Regions from separate parts of the Zea mays genome. Here region 2 is linked to region 1. Evidence: chromatin contacts called from public Hi-C data. All regions are on one chromosome and are shown on one strand. Each heading gives the region's core, a stretch centred on a gene start, on an enhancer-like site or on the middle of the called end of the contact. The rest is flanking DNA. Distances are from core to core; before and after follow the strand shown.

The links. Hi-C and Micro-C count contacts between places; a contact is called where the count stands out from the background.
Region 2: a Hi-C map of ear shows a contact between it and region 1, with 2.3 times the contacts expected there. The contact joins the enhancer-like site here to the promoter of LOC100192733 in region 1. A contact is called at or near these places in 4 of 25 Hi-C or Micro-C datasets (ear, leaf and an unstated tissue).

Annotation. Positions count from the first base shown.
Region 1 is chr1:209,253,399-209,259,633 of Zm-B73-REFERENCE-NAM-5.0, reverse strand. LOC100192733 (peptidyl-prolyl cis-trans isomerase-like 1) reads right to left here and starts at 3,636. Exons shown (of 6, transcript XM_020546665.3): 1 at 3,117-3,636; 2 at 2,910-3,005; 3 at 2,742-2,803; 4 at 2,101-2,234; 5 at 1,385-1,469; 6 at 552-987. The coding sequence starts at 3,188. The coding sequence ends at 942.
Region 2 is chr1:209,289,791-209,295,700 of Zm-B73-REFERENCE-NAM-5.0, reverse strand. LOC100191509 reads left to right here. Exons shown (of 18, transcript NM_001365493.1): 7 at 1-42; 8 at 126-194; 9 at 296-377; 10 at 609-703; 11 at 1,186-1,250; 12 at 1,353-1,551; 13 at 1,813-2,007; 14 at 2,136-2,230; 15 at 2,323-2,458; 16 at 2,527-2,744; 17 at 2,863-2,990; 18 at 3,222-3,862. The coding sequence ends at 3,643. Among protein-coding and RNA genes, the nearest start is that of LOC100191509, 5.7 kb to the left of the region's middle. Within about 2 kb of position 4,075, at least 9 of the 20 cell types and tissues checked have an H3K27ac peak or open chromatin away from gene starts, as enhancers often do. A contact at or near this core is called in ear, where this site is marked.

The DNA of each region.
Region 1 (6,235 bases), core at 2,387-4,886:
TCACAAGGAGAAAAAGGGAGTGTGATTAGAGCTGTGATGTGGGTCTGAGGGTGACACAACAATGTCTGGATTGGCGAGGACTTTAAATATGTATCCTTACTCACATAATATTTCCTATAACATTTCCTTTAATGTATCAACTGCTATGGACACGATGCGTGAGTGTGCACTGAAGGGTAAGGCCTCGTCCCATCTAGTGAATCCCTTGACGCCTTACGTTCAAAGAAGATTGGCTCCACCGCCGACCCTGCAAAGTCAGGCTAGACTTTCGTGGGAGGACGTGGTGGCCACGGTGCCAGAGAGTGCTGCGTCGTCAACCCCTAAAATCCCGCCAGAGTGGGGCATCAGGCTGTCCGCAGCAGATCATGTAAAACAAGGAATTTGCAATGTAAATTGCATTATTTACAAAGTAAAATTTGAAATCGGAAATGTCATTGTTTACATAGTGAAGTTTAAAATAGAAAATGAATAGGGATGAGATAGGATAACTGCATTAGACAATCTCAAGACCCCGAAGCCCCACATGCCTCCGCCGACTAGGGAGCTATCAGTGGCAGACTTCGATGTGGTGCATTATTTTCGCTTAGCTTTAATCCGTACCGGCTTCTACTGCTTATACAATGTTGTCTTTATGAATTGCAGCTGCAGCAGTCCAAACAGCTGACTTTAAGATGAAGCGAACATAGTCTGGAACTATTTGTATCAAATACCTCGCAGAGAAACTCAAACCACACACGCATATAAACTGTTTCAAATACCTTCTTGATCAAAAGGTCCAATCTACTCATCAGGTAGGGTTTCAGGTCAGCCACATCGAGAGACCATAGTCATATAGGCTGGAACTAGCTGCACTTTTCACCTTTTCGCAAAGGCACCACTTACATGAACATGGCCATTATTAAAGCCTAAACCAACACTCGGAGTTACATCTGGATAATGCTTCAGTCTTTGACAACGGCACGCAAGATTTTCACTTCATGGATAGGCCTAAAATCATCAAAGGTAAGCACGTTCAGCAAAGGTAAAAAGGGATCGGACATCACAGATCAAAACAGGTGTTCTCACTACAATACCAAAAAATGGAGGGACATGATATTCCTTACAACAGGGATATAGTTCGTCTAATATATAGACTATTGTCTAATCATCATGCACCGCATAATACAAACTATGCAACTTCCTAATCAACGAATATAAGGCTGCAATGCATGCACATTTTCTTCTTCAATAAGAATTCAGTTGTGCCACAACGTTCATTCAAATACAGAGTAAAAAACAAACACATGTCAAGAAACTTGTCATGCACACTACATGCTGCGATGAACCGAAGCCAATGCCCTAAGCAAAACCCCGTCTTGAGAAGAGATCAGATGCAAAGTATTACCTATCATTTTTGTCAGTCTGCACACTTCCAAGGCGCTTAACAATTTCCATTCCTCTGCATACCCTCCCAAAAATTGTATGTTTCCCTGCAACGTTACATCCTGTTAATTGTATGAAGCTGCAAACATAGTATACAAAGGAAAAAGTTCATCCCAAGTGACAAGCCCTATATATCTATCACGCCAAATCCAGATTTGATAACTGATATTTCAAGAGGGAACTGGGAAGACCTCTTAGCATTGAATATATCAGATGAAAACAGTAGTGGGAAGTAAAAAGAACAGTTATGTAGTCATCATGATCTCTAAACTGTTTGCATTAGCACCAATGACTTGTACCATCCTAACCTTTCAAATTTAATTAACTCAATTTTGGTCACCACTGCTTTTACAGAGTTTATCAGCTCTGTTAAAGGTCCCATTCTATTTTTTTCCTCGAACAACGCTGGAGATCTGCGTGTCATATTCATTGAGAAGGGATTACAAGAGTCCAGCTAGGACCAAACAGAAATAACAAAAAAACCAAGAAAGACCTCTGCCTACAAAGGTCCCATTCTATTAAAAAGGGCCAAAATAGTGAAATATCATTATTGCAGCTCACGTGTGCACAACATCAACAAACATCTACTCAATCAGTTAATCAGCATGCTTTTCAGCTCGCCAGTGAAAAGGTTCACATAGGTCAAAGAAATCAGACAAAGCAGATGCTTATCCTTACCATCAAGTGACTGACAAGGGGCAAGAGTTATGAAGAACTGGCTTCCATTCGTGTTTGGGCCAGCATTTGCCATGGACAGAATTCCAGCCCCAGTGTGCTTTAACTCAGTCTTTATCTCATCCTCAAACTTTGCTCTGCAAAGAAAGCAACAGCAGCAAGAGCGCTAATCTTAGACAGGATCACAAGTTTAAAGCTAAAGAGAATGAATAGCAGACACAATTTCATCTTACATATGTCCCTAGAAAAGAAACATCTTACCAGCTGTCTAGCAAATTAGCTTTTACCCAAGCTAGCAGCCAAAGAACAGTGGTATTAAGGCCACTGAAATGTTGTACAAGCAGAGTAGTTAATTTTTCTAATGCTCCACCTAATTCTGTTGTAAGCTAGCATTCACTCTACTAATGTGACGATGCAATCGTTAATCAAACAATAACACACATTGATGGCGGGCAAAATCAGTGGGAACGTGGCCACTGAAATGTTCTAAAAAATCCTTCCCAACACCATGCTTTATACCCAATTGAATCCTGGGTACACATCTACTGTTACCGCAGCTAGCATTCAAATAACTATGGGAACAACGTAGTCGTTGATTCAAGATAAATCAAGTGGAGGGGGACTATGGTCAACAGACTGCTCACCCATAGATGGACTCGCCACCTCTGCCGGTTCCTGTAGGATCCCCACCTTGCACAATGAAATCCTAAGCAGCAACAAAAACAGCAACCACTCATTACGTAACCAATATCAGATATTGACAACAAGCAAACTAAGATCAGTCAACACGAAATAGGAAACTCAGGAGAGACTTTGATGATGCGGTGGAAGATAACGTTGTCGTAGTAGCCACGTCGCGCGAGCTCGACGAAGTTCCGGCAAGTCTTGGGCGCGTGCCTGTAGTACATCTACGGATCGAGTGACCATCAGCATCAATCATGAAGTAGAAGTGCAGGGCCCAGTGCAAAGCGAGAAGTGGGAAGAGAGGAGATGCAACCGAGAGGAGAGAGGGGAGGTACCTCAACAGAGACAGCGCCCATGGAGGTCTCGAGGGTGACCTCCGGCGTTCCGCCGTCGGTGCTACCCCACATGCTGGGCAAGGGGCAGGGGACGGTAAGGTGGGCGGCGGCGGCGGCGGCGGGTGGAAAGCGGGAACGCGGAGGAGACGGGAGACGAGAAGCGAGGCAGGTCTGTCCGGGCTTGTGTGGGTGTACATCCGGGCCGGGCCCGCTCAAGCCGGAAAAGACACCGAACGGTTAAATTTCAGGTCGATCAGTAATTATTACAGGTTATATGTCCATGGATTTAATACTCAGCATATAGCTCGATATGTTATTGGTTAAATATATTTAAGCTTGAAAATAATTGAAAACGGTCGGGAAAATACTTAAACCATTACCGTTACTGTATTTTTTTTTGCCGAAATCAGAAACGGGAACGAGAATATTGGACGAAATAACGAAACCGATATTACAAGATATCGGGAACGGAACATGTTCAATCAGGAACGAGTCGATTATGATCGGGAATCGGTAACACGAAAAAGAAACATTTGCAGGCTATGACCCTATGACTATGATCCAAGACTAACAACCCCAAAGACATTCATTGCATAATAAATATTACAGAAAGCGGGCAAGCAGCCCAACAACCAACACATTCATTGCACAATACGCAAGATCCATGTCCATATTAGTATATTACTCGGTCCACATATTACCCAAAGACATACTCGGACGGCCCAAGTGCCCAACAGCAGAGAGTAGTATGCTGGTAGCCTAGTACTAGTACCTACCAGTGTTAGTAAACTAGCAGTCCACAACCAAAAGCCCAAAAGTATATGGCAAGTCCAAAAGTATCCACTATCTAGGCATCCAGCAACCAAAATTCACAAGTGACAAGTCCAAAAGTATCCACTATCCAGCAGCCAGCACCAGAACCTACCTCTACATGTCAAAGTAGCTCTGATCATCTGCATTTAGCCCATCTATATCTCCTTCATCAATGTCTATGACATCATCGTCCTACAACGTATGGAAGGCAACATATATTCATATATGGCAGCAACATAAACTTATATGGTACCACAACACTGATGTCTTTCCCCCCATTTTTTCAACTGCAAGTTGCTGCTGGCCTTTCACTATACTATGTGCCACCCTCAAATGTGTCCAAAATCCAGTTATTCCATAATTGCTCTCACATCGGCCCTTGTGCTTACATCTTGGCCAGCTGCAATGAGCCCACAACTGAACGTATGTCTTCCCATTATCCTCAATGACCAACCTCTTCTTGGTAAAGTACTGCCGTACATCAGATGTGCATTTCTTCTGCCTTTTTCCAGTAGGGACATCATCCTCAATATTGATGGCTTGTTCACTATTGCCGCCTCCATCCGCTGTGGCAGCAGCACTACCGTTGCCACCTCCACTTGGCAAAGTATCCCTACCTACATCATCTGCACCACAACCACTACCACATCCATCATTTGTTGCTGCCGCACCAGAACCACTAAGGTTTTGGCACATATTTTTTGACCTTGATCGCTTAGATCCTGACAAAAAATCAATAGATGTTTCTACCATTATATACATGTACATACAGCTACCATTATATACTGAACACACACAACTACTAGTGTAGCAGAGCAGTGCTTTACCTGATGTTGGATTTGGTGTAGGAAGTGTGGTGCTATGCACCACCACCGGCAATGGTGGATCCAGGATGAAGCGCTTGGCCTTGGATGCCGATGATGACGAGCCAACAGCAGAGCCATCGGCAGCAGCAGCCCCAGTCGGTGGCATGTTCTAGTCCTGTTTCCAGACGCGGAGAGGTTAGAGCAAGAGGAGTGGAGAATGTGGAGTGCAGCCGCCGACCGGTACCTGTCTCGCCGGCGAGCGATGGAGTAGGGCTCGACCGCCGCTGGCCTGCTGCTGGTGCATCCGTGCGTGGAGCAGGCCGCCGTTGTCCGCTTCCGCTACTTCGCTCAGCCACCAGCCGTCCAGCCGGTAGCCCGCAGGCCGCAGCTGCTGAGCTGCAATGCCGCACGCGGCACGCCGACACGTGAATCGCAGACGCAACAGCAGCACACAGAGCGATAGAGGACAAAGAGAGGAGCCAAGCCAAGGGCGGTGGGCGGCAGCAGACACAGCCGCACAAGCAGTGGGCGGCAATAGGCACAGCCGCACAGGCAGTGGGCGGCAGCAGGCACAGGCAGGCGGCAGCACACACAGGCACATGTAAGCTAGGGTCACATTTGGGGCTTTGGGCCAAGCACACATCTGGGCCAAGCAGAAGCACGCATTTGGGCCAAGCGTAAATGGGAACACATACATGATTATTCCGGATACAATACAGGAACCGTTAATCCGGTCGAGAAACAACTCTTCCTGATTTCGTTCGTGTTACCGTCCATATTTCCCGTATTTTTTCCCGTTTCCTGTTTTTCCTGAAAACACGATATACGATCGGTTAACACGATATACGATGTCGGTCGGTACGAGATTTTTCTGTCCCGGTTTCATCCCTAAATATGTTGGGTTTATTTTAGGCGGCCTGAAACTGTAAAATATCTGAAATTCGCACAAGGCTTAAAATTCATATCAAAGCTCGAAATTCACATCAAAGCCCAAAATTTACGGCAAAGCCCGAAATTTAAAACACATATATCATTTAATAGATATTAACATTTCAAGATTTATAATTAAAAACCAAAGAACACGAAACCAATTGGTAGTTGACACCTCATCTCCATGATTAAACAATCATGCGACTAGCTAAATCGGGGTGGATGATTTACATGATTAGAAGCGGGTGACCAAATGAATATGAGCCTTTTCGTGCCTGTAAATATGCTATTTTGTGCCTCCGTAAACGGGTCGTGCTCGTGCCCGCCCGTGGGCAGTGACCTCGGCCCAAGCCTAGCCCGATGCATAATTTCGGGCTGGCCCAGTCCGAAAATATTCCGGCTCGTGCGTGCTTGGACCGTGTTTTTTTCATGCTTCGGGCCACCAGACCTGTCCTAAATGTACACCTCTAGGCAGAGGACAGTACATGGGGCTTTGGAGGAGGGATTTCAGCTGTTGCCCCTGATACAACTCTAAATTTTATAGCCTGTTTGATGTCGATATTGGAGCAC
Region 2 (5,910 bases), core at 2,826-5,325, 36 kb before region 1:
AAAGACAGGGATAACCTTGACAAAGCTGTTGAATGTTATCAAGTAAGCGAAGCTATTTTTGTTCTTGTGTTCAGTTTTTTTGTGGGCAAATATTAATTTGTTTTTCCCTTTTTCAATATTTTCAGATGGCACTGTCAATTAAGCCACTTTTCGCTCAGTCGCTAAATAACCTTGGAGTTGTCTATACTGTTCAAGTCTGTTCCTCTGTTATCAATTTTCTCTTACACAACTCCTATTTTGTTTTCCTGATTACTTTGCTCTTTTAGCGTACTCAAATATGCATATATTTATATAGGGTAAGATGGATTCTGCTGCTAGCATGATTGAGAAGGCTATACATGCAAATCCCACATATGCTGAAGCATATAATAATCTAGGTAATGAATAACCAACCAATGCTGTTCGGATGCTTAAAATGTCATGTTTGATATATAGATTTTTGCTAAGAGTAACCTTGTAAGGGGTAGGCGTGTCAAATCATATGCCTTTCTGCTCACCTTTTTTGTAATAATATTGTATTTGTTCTGAACTCCAAGTTTCAAGATATAGCTTAATAGAACTACTTTATCAGAGTTACTAACTGTCTTTCATCATTTTTGTCACCGTAGGTGTTCTTTACAGAGACGCTGGTAGTATTACTTTAGCAATTCATGCTTACGAGAGATGCCTTCAGATCGATCCTGATTCACGAAATGCTGGCCAGGTACTCCTCAATTATGCTCATTAGGATTTGTTTTGGGGCTGTTTTATGATGTAATTACTAATTAAATATTCGATTATACAGAAACCATCACTAGTAATTCTTAAAGAAGCTGTCCCAGTTTGGTAAACAGCCATGGGTAGATGTTGCACATCTGAATAATCATACTATCACATCTTTATCATTATGGTTACTTAAATTTTGCTTTTGGTTGGAAGTATCTGTTTTGATACCAGTGTTTCAAAGGCCTAGCATAGGCGTCCATGTGTACCCAGTTCGCCTTGGGAAACAGTGGCGCCTTGTGCTTCACCTAGGCGTCCAGGCGGATCCAGCACTTTCCTGGATGCCAAGTCGCCTTTTAAACACCGCTTGATACTTTTCTACAACTTTTGTAAAACTTATGGTTTATATTTTTTCAATGGCTGACAATATTGCTTACATTTCTCCCCTTATGTGACAAAGTTGCATGCTAATTCATTTTGCAGAACCGTTTGCTTGCAATGAACTATATTGACGAGGGCTCAGATGACAAGCTTTATGAAGCTCACAGGTCATATTTACTGTAGGCTTGACATGTTTATGTTAGCATTTCCTTTGTTTCCATGAATTAATTATCAGCAGGATTGTTCACTGTCTTTTATTTGTTTTACAGGGAGTGGGGAAAACGCTTTATGAAATTGTATCCACAATATACAAGTTGGGATAACTCAAAAGTTGCTGACCGCCCATTGATCATCGGTTATTTGTCTCCTGATTACTTTACTCATTCCGTGTCCTACTTCATTGAAGCTCCCCTTACACACCATGATTCCACAGTTTGCAAGGTGGTTGTCTACTCCGGTGTTGTGAAGGTATAGAGAACTGTTCCTTTTCCTCTTACCTATTTTTCTGTTTTCTACACACCTTAAGCCATCAATTAATTATGTCGCTTCACTTTCTTTATTAGAAACCAAACTTCATGTTGAAGTGTAGAAATGATCCCTTTTTTTAAATCAAAACATAATATATATTTAGTGACATTTGTCCTTTTTTTTAGCATGCAAACTTCATGGTTTCCTTTGTCCTTTTTTATGACACTTCACTCACATTTTCTTTTGTTGGTTATTATTTAGGCAGATGCCAAGACACTTAGATTCAAGGATAAGGTGTTGAAAAAGGGTGGGTTGTGGAGAGATATATATGGTATTGATGAAAAGAGGGTTGCTAGCTTGGTAAGGGAGGATAAAGTGGACATACTTGTGGAACTTACTGGTCACACAGCAAATAATAAGTTAGGGACAATGGCATGCCGACCTGCTCCTATTCAGGTAGTTCTGCGCTTCATGATGCATATCTGTTTCCTCCATTATTTTCAGAAATGTTTCCACAGGAGCAACATTCATTCTTTATCTAATGAGCAGGCTTTGTTTTAACCTTGATCTTTATGTGCTCACAGGTTACCTGGATTGGCTACCCCAACACAACAGGTTTGCCAACAATAGACTACCGAATCTCAGACTCATTGACTGATCCACCTATGACAAAGCAAAAGTAAGACATGCTCATCTTGCAGTCACAGTTATTCCAGCATGTAGTTTTCTATGCCCAGACATGTAGAAGCTCATAGCAGCAATTGTCTGCAGGCATGTTGAGGAGTTGGTGCGCCTTCCTGAAAGCTTTCTTTGTTATACTCCTTCCCCAGAAGCTGGTCCTGTTTGTCCAACACCAGCAATTTCAAATGGTTTCGTCACTTTTGGGAGCTTTAACAATCTAGCAAAGGTGACAATTAACACTTGAAAGATTTGCTTTTCTGCTGAACCACTCAATTAGTTTTATTTCATTTACAGATTACACCGAAAGTGTTGCAAGTTTGGGCCAGAATATTATGTTCAGTCCCTAACTCCAGGCTTGTGGTTAAGTGCAAGCCATTCTGCTGTGAGAACATAAGGCAGAAATTTTTGGCCACACTGGAGGAGTTGGGTTTGGAGTCATTACGGGTTGATCTGTTGCCACTCATCCATCTGAATCATGATCACATGCAGGCGTATTCTTTGATGGACATCAGGTGAGCAGTTGTGTCGTACTGTCATTGATTGCAGGCTGAGTTTATGGTAGTTTTCCTCTAAACGACATTTATGGTGTTACTTGAAACAGTATATGAATGGTTTTCTTTCTTTGTGCAGCCTGGATACATTTCCCTATGCTGGTACTACGACTACATGTGAATCTTTATACATGGGGGTTCCATGTGTTACAATGGCTGGTGCTGTTCATGCTCATAACGTTGGTGTCAGCTTGCTCAGCAAAGTCGGTAAGTAACTGTATGCTACATTTTCATCTGTGTAGAGGTTGTATCAAAGGTTCACTTTCCCATGGCCTGCTTTCATTTTTTTTACACTTAGCATACTAAGCTATTTAGCAAATCTTCTAGCTATCAAACAAGGCCATTTTCCTTCCACTGCCAAATGGTATTTGTTATAATGGTCCATGGGTTGACGTTTCTCTCCCCCCCCCCCCCCCCCCCCCCCCCCCCTTTTTGCAGGGTTGGGGAGGCTGGTTGCCAAAACTGAGGATGAGTATGTGAGCCTAGCGTTGGATTTGGCATCAGATGTGAATGCCTTGCAAGAACTGAGGATGACCCTGAGGGAGCTGATGATGAAGTCGCCCGTCTGCGAGGGAGAGAGATTCACCCGGGGCCTGGAAGCTGCATACATGGACATGTGGCGCAGGTATTGTGACGGAGACGTACCATCTCTCAGGCGCTTAGCACTGTTAGAGGAACATCCTGTTGCCAATGGGCCAGACTCGGACAAAACCTCCGAGAAGCTTGCAGATCTGAAAGCGCAGAGAGCAAGCGCGACCGTGGAGGAAGATAACCAGCCCCCAGCAATGGCGAATGGTGTGAGATCGCCCAGTTCACCCGCTGCTGCAAAATGTGAATCAAATGGTCACAGCAGCCAATGACCAAGAACGGTGTCACGCTCCATTGATGCAGACCGATACTGATATATTGTAGGTCGAGTGATGTTAGCAACATCTGTGTTTAGAGGGAGGGGTTGTTAAGCTCCGGGTGTCTGATTTATTGACACTTGCGGTCTGTAAGGTGATTAAATGTGTCTTATAAAGTTCGATTTGTAGGGCTTTGCCCCTGTAGGTTCTTGATATGGTAACTTAAGTTGCTTCATTAGAAGGCGCGGGTTCCCGGTTGTATATGTAGTAGAAATATGACAGTAAAACAACTTGAAGAGTCGATTAACCGACATAGATGTCATTATGCTATTTTACTTCCTTGTGCGTATCAGTCTCGTGATTACTGACCAACATGCCGGAGCAGCAGCCGCTTCTAGCTCAACGTTGAGGGCCAGTAATTTATCTGTCTTTGGGTTAAAAAAAAACCCGTGGGCCATGAGCCCATTACCTTATCGCCAGTTGAGACATGGAGCTCACCGCATGATCGGCCCATATTTAAACTTCATTCTACGAATATTACAGTCTATAATATAAAACAGTTTTTTGAATGACCATATAATGAACTGCTGGACACAGTCTTAAGGTTCAAAGGTTAAGGGATCTATCCATTGACGATTGGAGGGTTTAGGGGTTAATGTTGGGATCTGACAACAATGACCCAAACAACGAGATGACAAACGTGTAATAGCACGCTAGATATGGAACAATGATTCTCAAATGTCTTATTAGCCATCCTCTCACACTGTCTAGACATAGGTATTTATGGGGTAACCAAGGGTAGCCCTCTAAAGTACAGCCTTATCCTTGGTTACCTGTCACATCTTAGGATGTGGCACCCTCTAAAATACAGACTTGTCCTTGGTTACCAGTCACATCTTAAGAATATCCTTTATAGCGGTGTATTTTAAGAACCATTACATACCTTATATTACACCCAATTACATACCCGCACCAACATTAATGCACACCCATTTGTGACTAGCTAGACCTTCCTTCAGCTACAGGGGCCCATGCTCCTGTTGTGGCCTCGATGTTATTCATTGGCCCCCTAAGTGGGGAAGCCTTCAAAACCTTCGTCAATGATTTTATGCGTTGTCCAAGTGACAAGGCCAAAGTCTCCATCGCCTTTTAAGTCACTCTTGGATCGGTGAGGCCTTCGGTAGCATGCCCACGGCTTCGATCGAGCCACGAATGTTTGATGTAGATAGCAGAGTCCACATGTTAAGATCTTCCCAGCGAAGTCCTTGCCATGGCCTTCGGAGTCTTCGATGGGCCAAGCAGCCATAGACTCGATCGACCGTATGACGAGTCTGCCTCACATGGGGAAATCTTCATGGTAGCCCTCATAGCCTTCAATGAATCCACATTTATTGGAGAGAAGTATGATGACTGATTAGACAGTATCGACCAGACAAATGATCGGGTTCCCGTTCAACTTTCTCCCCAAAAGTAGCCCCTAAGGGCGAGGCTCAACCTAATGAGTCGATCCCGAAGACTAGATAATGATTCGAACGCTACCCTCGATCATCCGATTTAGGGGCATTTTTATGACATTTGTTAATTAATTGATTATTATTTTCATCATTTCTGGCTTATATAAGGCAACACCCGGTTAGGGTTAGTGTTACACGATACGTTTGCATCGCTTCCTCTTCCTCATATCCACAAGCGCCGCTGAACTCCGTCATGAGGCCTTGCCCGCACTGGTGTGTGAGTGAAGCATACCGCACGACCTCGTCACCAGTACATGATGTCGTCCACTTCTTCATCAAGTTCTACCAGCGACTCACCACAGTGCGTTACTAATGCGATGACGAAGCCACCGCCACAGACGTACACTGTTTCAGCAGACGGTTCATCGTCCTCAAAGTCCATGCCCTCTGCCACATTGTCACTAGTTATGAGCTACTCAGGGAGGCGATGCGTCATGAGTCGAGAGACCTATGTTTGGGCGATCGCGGATTAGAGTGGGCCGAGTCATGGAGATGGAGCAATTGTGTTACTTTGCTATGGGGTTGGGCATGCCCCTGGGTTGGAGACCACAACAGATCCAGAAGGCAAAGTTGTGGTCTTCGAAGCGTCTTTATCACTAGTACACAGAAGCTCTATAGTGGCGGTTCTAAACCTATTTACACTGGCGTTTTTCAGTACCGCCAGTGCTAGGGGTCAGTGGAAATCAGCATTTCCACTGGCGGTTATTTTGGAACCGCCAGTGAAAAGTGCATTTTCACTGGCGGCTGAATAAAGAAAACCGCCAGTGA